Linked DNA regions of Mus musculus: all the other regions are linked to region 1. Evidence: chromatin contacts called from public Hi-C, HiChIP or PLAC-seq and capture Hi-C data. All regions are on one chromosome and are shown on one strand. The core of a region is the stretch at or near the end of the contact, and the rest is flanking DNA. Distances in the headings are between cores, read along the strand shown. Region 1 has its middle 43 kb from the start of Gm34297. Region 2 overlaps Atp2b1 (ATPase, Ca++ transporting, plasma membrane 1). Region 3 overlaps Atp2b1 (ATPase, Ca++ transporting, plasma membrane 1). Region 4 has its middle 16 kb from the start of Gm34346. Region 5 overlaps Gm34346 (a long non-coding RNA gene).

Region 1 (2,649 bases), core at 83-2,582:
GGGTAATAAACCGAATCTTACCATAGAAGAATGTGTTCCTTCTCAGCTCCTACGGTCCAAAGAGAAAACTTCTAATGCATGAAATAACTTAGAGGGCAGCAAGCAGGCCTCCTCCAGAGACATTCCCAGCCATGTAGGAGGTAACAATGCCTCTTTCCCAGCGTCATGCATGTCATTTTCAAGCATTATTGAATTTTACGGGAAAATAAAACATTATTTCCCAGTTTTGTGATCCTATAAAAAGGCATTTAGTAAGTAAGAACTTTGGAGAGGTCCTCTATACTCGAAGCTCAAATGTCGTGGCTAGAAAAGAGACTGGTTCCCCTAGCCATGACTGAACAATGTGGCTGTTCAGAGAACAGAAGATAATGTGGAGTTACGTGTTTTCTAAAACATGAACAGAGAAATATATTATCACAACCACTATTGCTGTCATTTTTATATATTAGTGACCCTGATTTGAATTACAAAAATAACTAAAAGTTGATAATCTTCCTCAATGTATATTCCCAAAATATGGCTAGCTGCTTAGTAGCATTACAAAGAATGCTAGAAAACCAGAACTCCCTAAATAAATTCTCGGGATGGGCTGCCCTATGCTCCCTGGGTTCTGTGTGTGGATTCTACAGCAACTCAAGAGCACAAAAGGTGTCCAGTATTTTAATGAAGCAAGTGGCAAGATCCAACAAGGCCATTAGCATTACACAGGGGAGACAGCAAGAGAAATGACTTCTTCCTCTAGGATACTGGAAATGTTCAACTATACTTAAGAGAAACCAATGTGACACTTTGCTTTTATTGTTTTTTAAAAAGAGACCTTCAAGTCTTCTCATTAATAGCTAAGTTTATTCGGCTGCTTTCTTCTGTCATTCTTTATACGTACTGGTATTTGTCCCTATGGTTTTTTTGTTTGTTTGTTTGTTTGTTTACTAACTTCATAATTCCACTTTTTAACTTCTATTTCTCATTTTACAACAAGACAACAACAAGAAGAAATCCCTCCTCATCTCGTCTTCTCTTCGAATATTTTTTTATTCACCCTATTTCCGTTATTCTTAATTTCCATGCTTTTCTCCTCTCTTCAATCTACATGACTGTTGGGCGCTTACGAGTTCTTGATAAATCCTCTGCTGTTCATCTCCCTCTCTTTCACAATCCTACCGGTCTGTCCTCCTTTGTAAATTATGTTTATAAAGCATGGGTGGGTGGCCTTAAAACCCTGCAGGAACAATCCGTTACTAGGATATCTGCGAAGGGGGGAAGAAGCCACAGTGAGGAGCATTCTTCCGAAGAGGGGGCAGATGACGGACTAGCATCGCTAGGTGGCAGTATTCCAGACAGGATCCCAACCACAGAGCTGGGTACTGCCTCTCCACCCCAGTTCCTGCCTGTTAATGTCCTATATAGCGATTTTGATTCAGAAATTTACTCGGTTGTCTGCAGCATCTGCATTTGAAATCTAGGGCATGTCACATCATTTCTCAAAAATAACATAACTTAACACTTTTAGGATGTATGGCTGCTGATTTGAGCTCAATTAGAGAGAAAATGGTTTTGTAGATTTGTCTCTTTTTTTTTTCTTTCCATGAAAAGAAACTACAAATTTTAATGGTCTTTATATAGAAATTTTCAGATTAATGAAATTCCAAAGACTAGCACAACATATTGTCTATGGAGTAGACTGTATTAATCAGTGTTTCTTGAAAACATGCCTTTCAAGTCTTGCAAATTTTACAAATATACATATAATATATTATATACATATATATATGGACCTGACCTGGTTTACAATATACTACCTAGGAAACTTTTAACATATTATGAAACCCTGTTCTTCCTTGGTTTCTCCACTTGTAAATGGAGGTATTCGTAACACATTTTTCTGGAAAATATTGTAGTTTAAGTGGGTTAATATGTGTAAAAAATTACAACCATATCTGGCATATGTAGCAACCAGTCTTAGGTTAGCTACTCTGTGTTCAAATGACCTTAAGCTACCTATTTATTCTTAGTATGTGTGTGTGTGTGTGTGTATATAGTGTGTGTGTGTATAGTGTGTGTGTGTGTGTGATTGTGTGTGTGTGTGTACTTGTGTTATGTACATAGGAGCTGTGTACCTTCTTTTACTTGAGTATCATCCACCCAAAGTCAGGCCTCGGGCTTGCACAAAAGACATTTTACAGAATGACCCATATCCTTCAGCCCCAAGATTGCATATTTACCTCTAGATTATGATATAATTACATGATTTCTTCCCTCCTTTTCTTCCTCCAAACCCTCCCACATACTCTCCCTTGCTTTCTTTCAAATTCGTGGTCTCAGTTTTTATTAGTCATTGTTACCGTCGTACTTATATCTATTTTTCAGCACTAGACTGGGTATCTTCAGTGTAAAGGGTTTTTTAAGGATTTAATATTTTTATTTTATGCCCATGCATCAGTGCCTCCATGTGCATATGTGCACCACATGTGTGCTTGGTGCCAGTGAGGCCAGAAAAGGACACCAGATCCCCTAGAGCTGGAGTTACTAGTTGTCGTGAGCTGAGACCCAAACCCAGGCCTTCTGCAAGAGCAATAAGTGTGCTTAACTGCTGAGCTGCCTCTCCAGTCTTCCTATGGTAAATCTTAAAGTAAGGGTCCAGATGAACCA
Region 2 (2,649 bases), core at 112-2,611, 480 kb after region 1:
CCTGTCCCTTCAGTGCATTTGTTTATGAGTCACTCCCCGACACGGCCTTTGAGCTGACTTGGTGCTTTGTGTGTTTCATAGATTCCATATATCTCCCTGAGATGGAAGGGTATTGGCAATTGTTGCAGGAAATTCTGAGTATAAAATGGAACACAGGGCCCCTAAAGAAGAAGCTAGAGAAAGTACCCAAGGAGCTAAAGGGGTCTGCAGCCCTATGAGGATCAACAATATGAACTAACCAGTACCCCACAAAACTGTGTTTCTAGTTGCATATGTAGCAGAGGATGGCCTAGTCAGCCATCAATGGAAGGAGAGGCCCTTGGTATTGTGAAATCATATGCCCCAGTACAGGGAAATGCCAGGGCCAGGAAGCGGAGTTGGGGAGGGAGGGTATAGGGGACTTTAGGAATAGCATTTGAAATGTAAATGAAGAAAATATCTTAATAAAAAATTTTTTAAAAATTAAGTTACATCTGGCACTCAGAAATTTTACCATAATATATATGTGCCTTAAAATTGCTCAAGTATAATATTAGAAAGTGTCTGCTCTGTGACAGGTACTTTTTAGGCCCTGGGCATATATCCATGAGTAAAACAAAGATCTGTACTTTATTCTCAGAGGAGCGGGACAGTTCACCATGTTAAATGTATAGTGTCTAAATTAAATACACTGTGGTAGCGTATTAGGCTTAAGAGGACAATGAGTGGAGAAGAGAACTCATGCTGGAGTCGCCTGCCTTAGTCTGGGTCGTCTGAAGGAGCAGCTCAAGGTTTTTCTTAGGAACAGCAACAACAAAAACACTAACACTTACATTACATAACTTTGTTGTGCTAGATTGGTACTTCCTTACAAATGTAAGTCCATTTTATCCTTAAAACTCCTTCGTCCTATTGTATGGGCAAAAAGAAGGTTAAACAGCTTGCCCAAAGCGACACTTCAGCTGTGGTATCTCTGAGACAATGCTTTTAACTGGCACAGGGGCTGCTTTTTGTAAAAGCTCAGCCCGTATACCTTACAGCAGGGTTGAGAGACCGAGAAAGAGCTGCTTTGTTCTTGTCTCTTAATTTTTCCCCTCGGTGGAAAAACAGACTTATTTTTGGAGTTAAATGGTGGATAAATGGTCTTGTGTGTCAACTCTGTCAGTAACAAAATGCCTGAAATAATCAATGCTGGAAGGAAGAAAAGGTTTTAGAGATTTTTATCATGATCACTTGGCCCATTGGCCTGGGGCTGGAAGGAAGCAGTAACTATTAGCAAGAGTACATGGCCAGGAAACTCAGGGAAGGGCCCTTTGGGAGGCATTCAGTAGCCAGGCTGTGGAGTTCCTCTCACACTGAGGCCCTTAGAAGCATGTCCTTCTGTCCAGGAAGCTGGGTTTCTTGCTTCCCCATTTTTCCTACCAGCTTACCACGTGGTCTCTAAAAAGGTACCATTTGAGTCCGTTCTCAGGAATACTACAAGTAGTTATTTGTAGACCAGTAGAACATGTTTGGGCCAGATGAAATTTTCCCATCCTTCTGATTAACTGTCATAATTCCTGAGAGGGGGATTGAAATTAAAAGTTCAGGGTAAAATGAAGGTGAGACTTGGAATGTCATATTTTTGCGGTATGTTTTAGAACAAGCATGTATCTCACGTTCCTCGGAGCTTTGTGCTAAAATAATCTGTTTATAACATCCTAACACCTAAAATTCTTTTAAACTGTTCTTCTCTCGTGTTTTACTTTCCTCTATCGAGTCTATTATTCCTGCTCTAAATCCCATTTCTCGGTCCGCTAACTTTCACGGTGGCTTCGGGTATCTTTTCTACCTTACCCCCGTTATCTTTCTTGTGCTTTGTGCTGGGTGGCAGAGAAGACTCTGCTGCAGGCTTCTGGATGCATGCCTCTAGCTCCCGTATCATATTTGTTATGTCGTAATACTGCACCAAACAAGGTATAAAAGTGAATTAATACAAATTAAAGACAGATGCTGAGTTACCGGGCGTGGCTTCGTGCGCCACAGAGGGAAGAAGTCAGGTGAAGCGGAGCTTTCTAAGTGATGATTATCAAAATGAGGCAAAAGAGGGGCTAAAGTAAAAACCAACAGGGGAAGCTAAAGACGTCATTAGGAACAGTGGCGGTGCATGATGGGAGGCAGGAGAGGCATAGCAGCTGTTGTCATTGGTTGCCTAGTTTCCATGTTTTAAGTGGCAGCTGATATTTGCTCTCCCTAGAAGTAAGTCTCTGGCACCTGTGTACTTTGACCTTGTCTCCATGTGGTGATACAGTTTAAGTCTTAGAGAAAATCGACCTTTCCCTAGGGATAAATCATTAGTGACTTAGGGGCTCTTAAAAAAAAAATGCTCTCATGCCCTGTGGTTTGGGCTCGGTTTTGCAGATTAGCACCAATGTTTGCATGGCTGTGGTGTGTTAGCATGTACGGTCTTGTGCTTCTGAGTTCCATGTCGCTCCCGCACAGCCTGGTCCGAGAAAAGGGTTGCTTGCCCCTGCAGTAGAGCATTGAATGCTTTCTCTGGTCACTTGTTTTCATTGCTTATAGATTTTTTTTTTAAGCTGTGTTAATTAGTTGTCCAACTCCGTAGCAAGCATATAACTTTAAAAGTCATACTTGAACCTGAAGTAACATGTCATTGGCTTTCTATTATGC
Region 3 (2,649 bases), core at 67-2,566, 460 kb after region 1:
CAGATGCCTGTACTCCACTACTGCTGCTGCTCTTGGTGGTCATCTCATGGTACTGGCATCTCCAAAACACTACATGACCCCTTCAGTCCTGGGCCATCAATTGCAACTGAGGCTGCACTTTCACCAATGGCCTTCCATGGCCTCTCACAGTGCCAAGCCTCAGCTGCTCTGCTCAACTCCTTCATGCCTTCAAAACCAGTACCACCTGGGTGACCCTTACACATTACCAAGTCCAGCCACAGCACAATGTACAACTTTGGCTATATCTGGAACACAGCCACTGTGCTCTCAGAAAACACTTCCCAGAAGATGTCACCTCAATGATGCTGGTCTCTTCTTAATCACCGCTAATTTCTTAGCTCCAGCTAACCAGCATCAATAGTCCCAGTAATGCAAAGTTTTTGCTTTAGTAGTTCTGGTATCTTGTTAATCACAGCTGATTCTTCAGCCCCAGCTAACCAGAACTACAGAATCTTCACAATCAAAACAGGAATGGCCCTGAAAAGAGTCTTTAATTTTCCCTCTGAAATTTCACAAACCAGACCTCCATCTTCTGCAGTGTTCTCAACATTATCTTCCAAGCTCCTACACAACATCCGACAGAGCTCTTAACAATGGATGGATCTTCAAGCCCAAAGTTCCAAAGTCCTTCCACAGTCCTCTCCAAAACATGGTCAGGTTGTCACAGGAATACCCCACTCTGCTGGTACCAATTTGTCTTAGTCAGGGTTTCTATTCCTGCACAAACATCATGACCAAGAAGCAAGTTGGGGAGGAAAGGGTTTATTCAGCTTACAATTCCATTCTGCTGTTTATCACCAAGGAAGTCAGGACTGGAACTCAAGCAGGTCAGAAAGCAGAAGCCGATGCAGAGGCCATGGAGGGATGTTCTTTATTGGCTTGCCTCTCCTGGCTTGCTCAGCCTGCTCTCTTTTAAAACCCAAGACTACCAGCCCAGAGATGGTCCCACCCACAAGGGGCCTTTCACCCTTGATCACTAATTGAGAAAATGCCTTAGAGTTGGATCTCATGGAGGCATTTCCTCAACTGAAGCTCCTTTCTCTGTGATAACCCCAGCTGTGTCAAGTTGACACAAAACTAACCAGTACAACCTTGTTCATGGGGATTGGGAGGATTAGCTAGCATGAGCCATACATTGTGTGTAACAGAAAACGACTTAGAACAGTACCTGCCCAGGTGTGCGCTTTAATTCTGGTAACTACTGCTAGTGACTCACTTCCTTCCATCTGTGACACACAGACTACTAAACCTCACAGTGTGCTTCTATCACTTTACGCTGAATGTGGTTTACACGAAGCCTGGGTTTTCCTCCTCAAGCCTACTCAGTCTTTGCTTGCTTTGCTCTGGATGACCAGCCTGTTTCTCCCTGTGGAATGCATCCCCCGTTGAGTTACCCTGATTTATTCAGTGTATCTAGTAATCATAGATCTGGAGACCCGGGCTCTATTTTATTCTTTTGAGGGCTTTTGCTCAAAGTGATCTTCCTGTTCCCCTCCATGTGCTGGGGAACTGTTGCTGTTTGACTGATTTTCGTCTATAGAAATGGCACTGGCATTCGGCTGACCTAATGCAAGGGTTCTGCTTTTTACTTCCTCCTAGATGTTTCCATCAAGACAAGGTCAGTGAAGTCTCAAGTTTTTTCCTCTCTTCCCTAGAAAGACCTGGACTTTGGGTTTTGGATACTTGGTTTTCTGTGTTCAGATTCTAAGACGGTTCTTCTGAAGGCCGGATGTCTCATTGTACTGTGCCGTTTCCCTTTCCTTGTTCAGACTGGCGTGAAGCATACACTCTTGGTTGGTTCGTAAGCGTATTGAAGATGTTACTCAGTGCTTACATTATTAAAGTGGCCAAAGGACATACGATCAGGACATTGATGTCATTGCACTTGGCATCTTTACATAAACTGTTGGTGGATTAAAAAAAAATCAGGGTCCCAAGCAGTTAATAAAAGCAGCATTTTGACTTTGTGTTGTGCACATTACATTTGGAACATTAGGGAAGTGTGCTTACTATTTAATTTTTAATATATTTATCTTTCATTTATTATTTAAAATATAACCTGGAAGCTAACTGCCCATTTCTTCCTAATTGCTGGTTTTTGTCTCTTTACAGTATTTGGTTATAATTGTTGGGTACATATGTTTCTGTGTTTTCCTCCCTAAATATTATGCAGCAAGGAGTTTTCCAGGTTTTGTCTTAGTTTTCTTTAATGTTTTTTTTCAAGAATCTTAAATATTTAATAATTTAAATATCTGATTTTAACCACAGGAAGAAAACTTTTCTCCCCTCTTTAGGTGACCATTTGATATTCTTTCAAATATGAGCCAACCTAGTTTGGGAATTAGCTGTTATAAAATTCTTCAGCTTTTTGAAAATTTTAAATTTCATCTGGAGTCACTGTATGAAAGGACATCAAATACCTTCAAATACCAAAATTAACACATTTGTCTGTTTAATAGATGTATACTATGCACCCTCCACGATACAGTGTTAATATTAAGTGTATAGTAGAATCTAGTTAAAATATTTTGTTGCTAGTCAAAATCATCACCATAGCTTGAGTTGTCTGAGTGCTCGTTCTGTATCAGTGCTGGCTCTAACAGCAAGCTAAGTCCAGAGAGTTAAAAT
Region 4 (2,649 bases), core at 94-2,593, 400 kb after region 1:
ACAAAGAACATCAACTGTATTTACCTACTATGATCAAGTTCTGTGCTGTCAGAGTAGAGAGATAGAGTTAAGACGCGGCAATCCAAGATTCCAAACTGTAAGCGGGCCTGTTGACAAGGGAGGTAGACCACCTTACACAAGCACCAAGGAAGAATCCAGCCATGCTCAAGAAAAACAAAACATAAAGTAGTCAGAAAGCAAGGGCAAGAGGGTTCAGAATAAAGGCTTAGACACAATAGATATGCAACAAACACAATAGAAGAAAACTTTCTTGACATCTAAAAATGTTCTCTTTGTCAGGTCCATATTTTAAACTCAGAACATTTCCCTAGCATATACTTTACCGTGGCCTAAATTACCAAGCTACAGCTTTGAGTATTAAAGTGGAGCATCTCTAAAGCCATAGATGTGAGAATCAGAGTAGTAAATGAGAAACGGACACAAACAGACCGGTGATTTTAATCTTCGTGGAATTGGTGAGGTTGTGGTTTTTACAAATGAGAAGCGCACCGGAAGTTGGGTTGTGAATGAAACGCTCTAACAGGAACAACTTGACTTTGAAAAACCAATCTCTAAGGGTGAGACTAGACTGCTGACCCAGAGCAACAAGAGAAGTGACTGTAATTATGATATTAAACCAGGCCTTTTATGGCCGATAACTTAAAAGGAATCACAAATCTCTTAATTATATAATAAATGCATTTCTAAAAGCCTCCTAAGAGTTAGCAGTGGAGACCAATTAAAGCAATAATAGTTTACTCTCTGCTCATTAGGTTGCTATCAGCAAGCTTGGCAGCCAAACAAGGAAGCAACAACAGAGGAAAATGGACTTTTGTCCACATAGAGTATTAAAAGTCTGGGCATCTCTGCAGTCATGGAAAACTTTACAAATTATTACATGAGATGCCTGCAATTAGTGCATGCACTACGTGAACTATAGTGGAAAATGACATGGGGGGGAAAAGTCCGAAAGTCACATGTCTTTCAATGTCCTGAGTCACCATCACCACCACAATAATGTGAACTGGGCAATTGCTACACATCCCTTTTTAGGAGGAGGAACCAAACAGACAAGAGAAATGTTTGCACAATGAAAAGTCATTCCATGGTAACATAAGAATTGAGCTATTTTGGAACGAAAGAATTAAACACATCAGTGGAGTAAGTTCCTAAATGTTCTATTATTTGAGACCCACCAGAGGAGTGACTGCTTGCTAATTAAAACTATGTCCCTCACTAGTTGGATCCCTAGAATTCATACTGTCAACTATCCTTCAACTGTATAGCATGAGAAGGAGACTCAAGATCTCTGCAGAAATGAGGCTGGGATGAAGCAACAGGAAGAAGGAGCCTGGGTTGCAGGAAAGTACCTGCTCTTTAAAACAACACCAGCAGCAAGGAAGAAACAGAACACCTCCAGAAATAAACCTCTTGAATGTTGACCAAGAACTTGCCCAAACCGAAAGAGAGCTTGGAGTTTTCAATCATTTCATCTTACTGCACAGGCCCTTTGGGGGCTCCACTATTTTTATTTGCTGCTGATGGAGTCGCACCTTGTGTTTCTCCTACAAAGACTTTGTCTCTTTTTGGAAAATGGTTTTGCCATTGGGCTCCTTCCTAGATCAATACGTTCTAGTTGTCTGGATTAATGGCAATTGATTAAATGTGACAATTTTAGCTTCAGTAGATATTTAATGCCAAATCCAAAATATGTTTTTACCCATATCTGTAGAGTTAAGTCGGTTACAGTGTTTATAGGAACCATGTGCATATACAATAGAAAGTTTTATATGTATAAAATTTTCAGTGTGTGTGTGTGTGTGTGTGTGTGTTATACATTGCTCAAGCATTTGTCCTAAACGGGAGTTCTCTATTTTCTATTCTTTTATCTTACCCCCTAAGTTGTTAGCCTCTCTTATGTGTTTGTATTCCTCTTATATATTTAAATATATCATTTTTTAACTCTCTTACTATTCTATCTCATTTCTCTTTTTTATTCTTCCCCATACACCACTCAGGATTATCAACAAGGATATACATACACACAATTACATACATACATACATACATATTTAATCTTTAACGTATTTTATTTGCTTCAGATGTTTCAACTGGTATCAATAACCAACAAGAGAAATAACCTTTGTAAGTACAGCCATCAGTGGAGAGCGGAGCCTTATAGAAAACAAATCTTTAAATGTTTCTCCTTGAGTGTGTCTCTCTATTTCTGCATTCCCCGTGTTGTTATTCGTATTGATGGTGATTGTGCCTTCATTTGTTTGAAGGCAGTGCCTCAGTCTGGAACTCAGTCTGTCTTAGAACTGATGAAGTAACCCAAGCTGGCCTCAATGCCCATGCCCTGCTGCCCCAGCCTCCTGAGGAATGGGACTGTAGGGCTAAGCATCACAACTGCCTTGAAAGTCTAAGATTCTTCCCGTCACATTAGGACACTGCCTTCAGCCTCTCTCTCCAACTCCATTCCTTTAATCGGCTTTTGGTAGATCCTGTGCTCAAGGCTGTGATGTGTGGAAAAGCTAGTATCTCCTCAGCTTTCTTAGGTTTTTTTGGCATATGCTGTTCCTTCTACATGAAACCTCTCTCCTTTTACCCCTCATGCCCAAGCTGATTGTTCAGAATCCAAGCTTCAAA
Region 5 (2,649 bases), core at 73-2,572, 380 kb after region 1:
ATATTTACCACATGCTATCATATTTAATGTTGAAAATAAGATTTTACTAACAGCTGGACTTTTATTATTTTAAAGTTGAAACCACCTTTAAAAATCATTTGATGTAAGCCTTAACATCCAGCATAGAGTCACTAAATTTTAATTTCAGAAGTGACCTCTATGGAGCATAAGGGTCACTGTTTTCAAGATGTTTTGCTATTTAAATACATGCTTCATGTTGCGTTAGTTTAATACATAGAAGAAATAATGTTTACAGGCAATTAGGATTATAAAACTCCTGGTTAATATTAAGTAGGTTTTAGAAGGATCTTCAAACCTCACCTACCCTGTGTGATATACTCTATGTCAAGCCGCGGAAGGATTGTAGGGATTAAACTAGTGTCCTTTACCCGGAAAAACAAGGCAGACACAGGGTCAAGTACATCTCTGAGAAAGGGCTCATCTCCTTCCTAACCCTTGAAACACTCTGACAAGCAATGCTGTGGAATGTACTGAGGGAGACCGTCTCCTATCCTTCCGCACCACTTTATTCTCTAAACTTTGTGCAAAGAGTTGAATTGAAAGTTTATCAGATCACAAAACGACACCTTTCAATGTAAAAACTATATCATATTCTATAGCATTATTATAATTTTGGGTTATAAATTATTTAGACAGAACTGTTAAGAGTACATTTGGAGGTTGTAGGATTTTTTTTAAAAAGACTATTTTGTAAATACACTGCACTGGGTGTGGGGAGGGGGAACTATTTCTTTAAATAATAAAGTGAGTGGCCAGAGATGTCTCAACAGGCAAAGATGCCACCAAACCTGACCAACTGACCATGATCTTCTGATGTCCATACATACACACATATACTGACTCTCTCTATCTCTCTCTGTGTCTGTTTGTCTGCCTGTCTGTTTCTCTCTCTCTCTTCTCTCTCTCTCTCTCTCTCTCTCTCTCTCTCTCTCTCTCTCTCTGTGTGTGTGTGTATCATTGCCAGGGTTCACTTTTTAAATTTTATTTCTTTTTCACATTTATTGGTGTGTGTGTGTGTGTGAGAGAGAGAGAGAGAGCATATGTTGTTATTTGTTTATTTGGGTTTTTTGTTTTTCATAGGGTCTTATCTTGTAGCTCAGGCTAGCCTGGAACTTTTTATGTAATCCTGGGTTGACCTCAAATTTGCAATCATCTTGCCTCTGCCTCCCCAGTTCTGGTTTACAGGGTGTTCCACTACGCCCAGTTGTTTGTCATCGTTACCATAGAAACTAGATGACTGGCGAGTTAAGTAGACACCTTCTCAGAGGTCCTCACCCTAATTTCCATACCCTGGCAGCATGACTTTTGTACATAACATGTATCTGCTGAGCATCAACAACTGCCTATGTGAAACCAGAGTTCAGATATGTGGTTAGACACTACCAGGAAAGAGAGAGAGAGAGAGAGAGAGAGAGAGAGAGAGAGAGAGAGCTTTCCATTTTTCAGCTTTAGTAAAAGAATGTATGTAGCTGGCAGAACAATGCTTTTTTTTTTTAAAAAAAAACAGGGTACAGCTGGGATGCTGACAATTACTGGAGAAAAATACTGTGATAACTCTTAAAATATATTATTTTTTTCCAAAACTATGTATTTTCTGATGTGAAGAGCTGAGCTGGGACCATATATGTCATAACTAAAAGTTACTTCCTAAAAAGAAAAAAAAAAAAAAAGAAAATCAAAGTGAAAAACTGCTTCCAACTTCCTCAAGTCCTTGTTCTACCAAGAAAAGCCAGCAGGACAATTGTGCCAGAAGAAAACAATGTTAAGAACTGGTCGATTAGAAGAGATAGATGAAAGAGTAAAAAACTTGGAGAAAATTTTTAAACATACATTTAGTGCCTTTGATGAAAGATCAGGGAATGAGAGGGGAGGGAAAGGGAGCAAAAAGGAGAGAAAACGGTGCTAAAGAGGTTGTGTTGGTTTAATCCTTTTGTTCTTCCCCTAAAAACACTTTTAAAAACAGAAAGAAAGAAAAGCTAAGCTATGGAAACTGTCTCCACCCAAAGTGACAGAATTGAAACTCACTGTCACCAGAGTAGCAGATTTGCTTCACCATTACATGCCCTGCCTAGCACTGGTGGACCCTGGCATCACCTGAGCCATTCCTTCACCTGCATCTAACTCCATAGTTGGCTTCCTGCATCTTTTACAACTGCAGAGTCCCAGGGGTGTAAGATCCTGGCACAACAGAAACAAGGAGAGATAATGGGGATTTGGCACCCACCGCTGAAGTAACAAATCCAGGTAAAGATCCTCCCTGGATGCTGATGTTTTAGGCTCAGAAACACTCCACAAAACACATTAACCTAAGATGAGAAAGTGTGGTCCCACAATGAAGAATCTTGAACTTCTCGCCTTGATGAAGTTAAATGTTCAGTCCCTCAACACAGGACCATAACCTGACATTCACCTGTGTGCTATTACTGCCCAAAACACTGAAAAGACTTTAACCTAAATCTAATTCTGAAGAAGCAATCAAACAAACAGAATTTAGGACTCTCTCTATGACAAGTGACCCGGACTTTTCAAAAACAGTATCCTTTTTCAAAATGGAAAATAGCTCTATTCAAAGAGATGGAAGATACTGTACTCAAATATCACACAGTATTCTAGATCAGTACCTTCAAA

The links. A called contact is a pair of places that touch in the nucleus more often than the background predicts. HiChIP or PLAC-seq counts read pairs in DNA pulled down with a chosen protein or histone mark. Capture Hi-C pulls out chosen DNA fragments and counts their contacts.
Region 2: a Hi-C map of bone marrow-derived macrophages shows a contact between it and region 1, with 18 read pairs. The contact joins two enhancer-like sites. A contact is called at or near these places in 15 of 484 Hi-C or Micro-C datasets (CD4 T cells, CD8 T cells, the G1E-ER4 cell line and 10 more), 14 of 115 datasets of contacts at active chromatin or transcription factors (CD4 single positive thymocytes, bone marrow-derived dendritic cells, bone marrow-derived macrophages and 9 more) and 1 of 9 other capture datasets (liver).
Region 3: an H3K4me3 HiChIP or PLAC-seq map of bone marrow-derived macrophages shows a contact between it and region 1, with 5 times the contacts expected there. The contact joins two enhancer-like sites. A contact is called at or near these places in 3 of 484 Hi-C or Micro-C datasets (bone marrow-derived macrophages, macrophages and rod photoreceptor), 12 of 115 datasets of contacts at active chromatin or transcription factors (CD4 single positive thymocytes, bone marrow-derived dendritic cells, bone marrow-derived macrophages and 8 more) and 1 of 9 other capture datasets (embryonic stem cells).
Region 4: an H3K4me3 HiChIP or PLAC-seq map of bone marrow-derived macrophages shows a contact between it and region 1, with 10 times the contacts expected there. The contact joins two enhancer-like sites. A contact is called at or near these places in 12 of 39 promoter capture datasets (the 3T3-L1 cell line, 3T3-L1-derived adipocytes, HPC-7-derived erythroid cells and 8 more), 1 of 15 datasets of contacts at CTCF or cohesin (the NIH/3T3 cell line), 12 of 484 Hi-C or Micro-C datasets (the HPC-7 cell line, the Patski cell line, bone marrow-derived macrophages and 9 more), 2 of 115 datasets of contacts at active chromatin or transcription factors (bone marrow-derived macrophages and fetal liver) and 1 of 9 other capture datasets (bone marrow-derived macrophages).
Region 5: a contact with region 1 is called in a capture Hi-C map of bone marrow-derived macrophages, with 5 times the contacts expected there. The contact joins two enhancer-like sites. A contact is called at or near these places in 1 of 15 datasets of contacts at CTCF or cohesin (the NIH/3T3 cell line), 6 of 484 Hi-C or Micro-C datasets (CD4 T cells, Th2 cells, bone marrow-derived macrophages and 3 more), 1 of 115 datasets of contacts at active chromatin or transcription factors (bone marrow-derived macrophages) and 1 of 9 other capture datasets (bone marrow-derived macrophages).

What each region holds. Positions count from the first base shown.
Region 1 is chr10:98,493,234-98,495,882 of GRCm38.p6, forward strand. No RefSeq gene overlaps it. Among named protein-coding and RNA genes, the nearest start is that of Gm34297, 43 kb to the right of the region's middle. Within about 2 kb of position 1,333, at least 12 of the 459 cell types and tissues checked have an H3K27ac peak or open chromatin away from gene starts, as enhancers often do. A contact at or near this core is called in bone marrow-derived macrophages, where this site is marked.
Region 2 is chr10:98,971,205-98,973,853 of GRCm38.p6, forward strand. All of the region lies in intron 2 of Atp2b1 (ATPase, Ca++ transporting, plasma membrane 1), which reads left to right. Among named protein-coding and RNA genes, the nearest start is that of Atp2b1, 57 kb to the left of the region's middle. Within about 2 kb of position 1,362, at least 22 of the 459 cell types and tissues checked have an H3K27ac peak or open chromatin away from gene starts, as enhancers often do. A contact at or near this core is called in bone marrow-derived macrophages, where this site is marked.
Region 3 is chr10:98,953,190-98,955,838 of GRCm38.p6, forward strand. All of the region lies in intron 1 of Atp2b1 (ATPase, Ca++ transporting, plasma membrane 1), which reads left to right. Among named protein-coding and RNA genes, the nearest start is that of Atp2b1, 39 kb to the left of the region's middle. Within about 2 kb of position 1,317, at least 63 of the 459 cell types and tissues checked have an H3K27ac peak or open chromatin away from gene starts, as enhancers often do. A contact at or near this core is called in bone marrow-derived macrophages, where this site is marked.
Region 4 is chr10:98,897,203-98,899,851 of GRCm38.p6, forward strand. No RefSeq gene overlaps it. Among named protein-coding and RNA genes, the nearest start is that of Gm34346, 16 kb to the left of the region's middle. Within about 2 kb of position 1,344, at least 62 of the 459 cell types and tissues checked have an H3K27ac peak or open chromatin away from gene starts, as enhancers often do. A contact at or near this core is called in bone marrow-derived macrophages, where this site is marked.
Region 5 is chr10:98,876,774-98,879,422 of GRCm38.p6, forward strand. All of the region lies in intron 2 of Gm34346 (a long non-coding RNA gene), which reads right to left. Among named protein-coding and RNA genes, the nearest start is that of Gm34346, 4.6 kb to the right of the region's middle. Within about 2 kb of position 1,323, at least 49 of the 459 cell types and tissues checked have an H3K27ac peak or open chromatin away from gene starts, as enhancers often do. A contact at or near this core is called in bone marrow-derived macrophages, where this site is marked.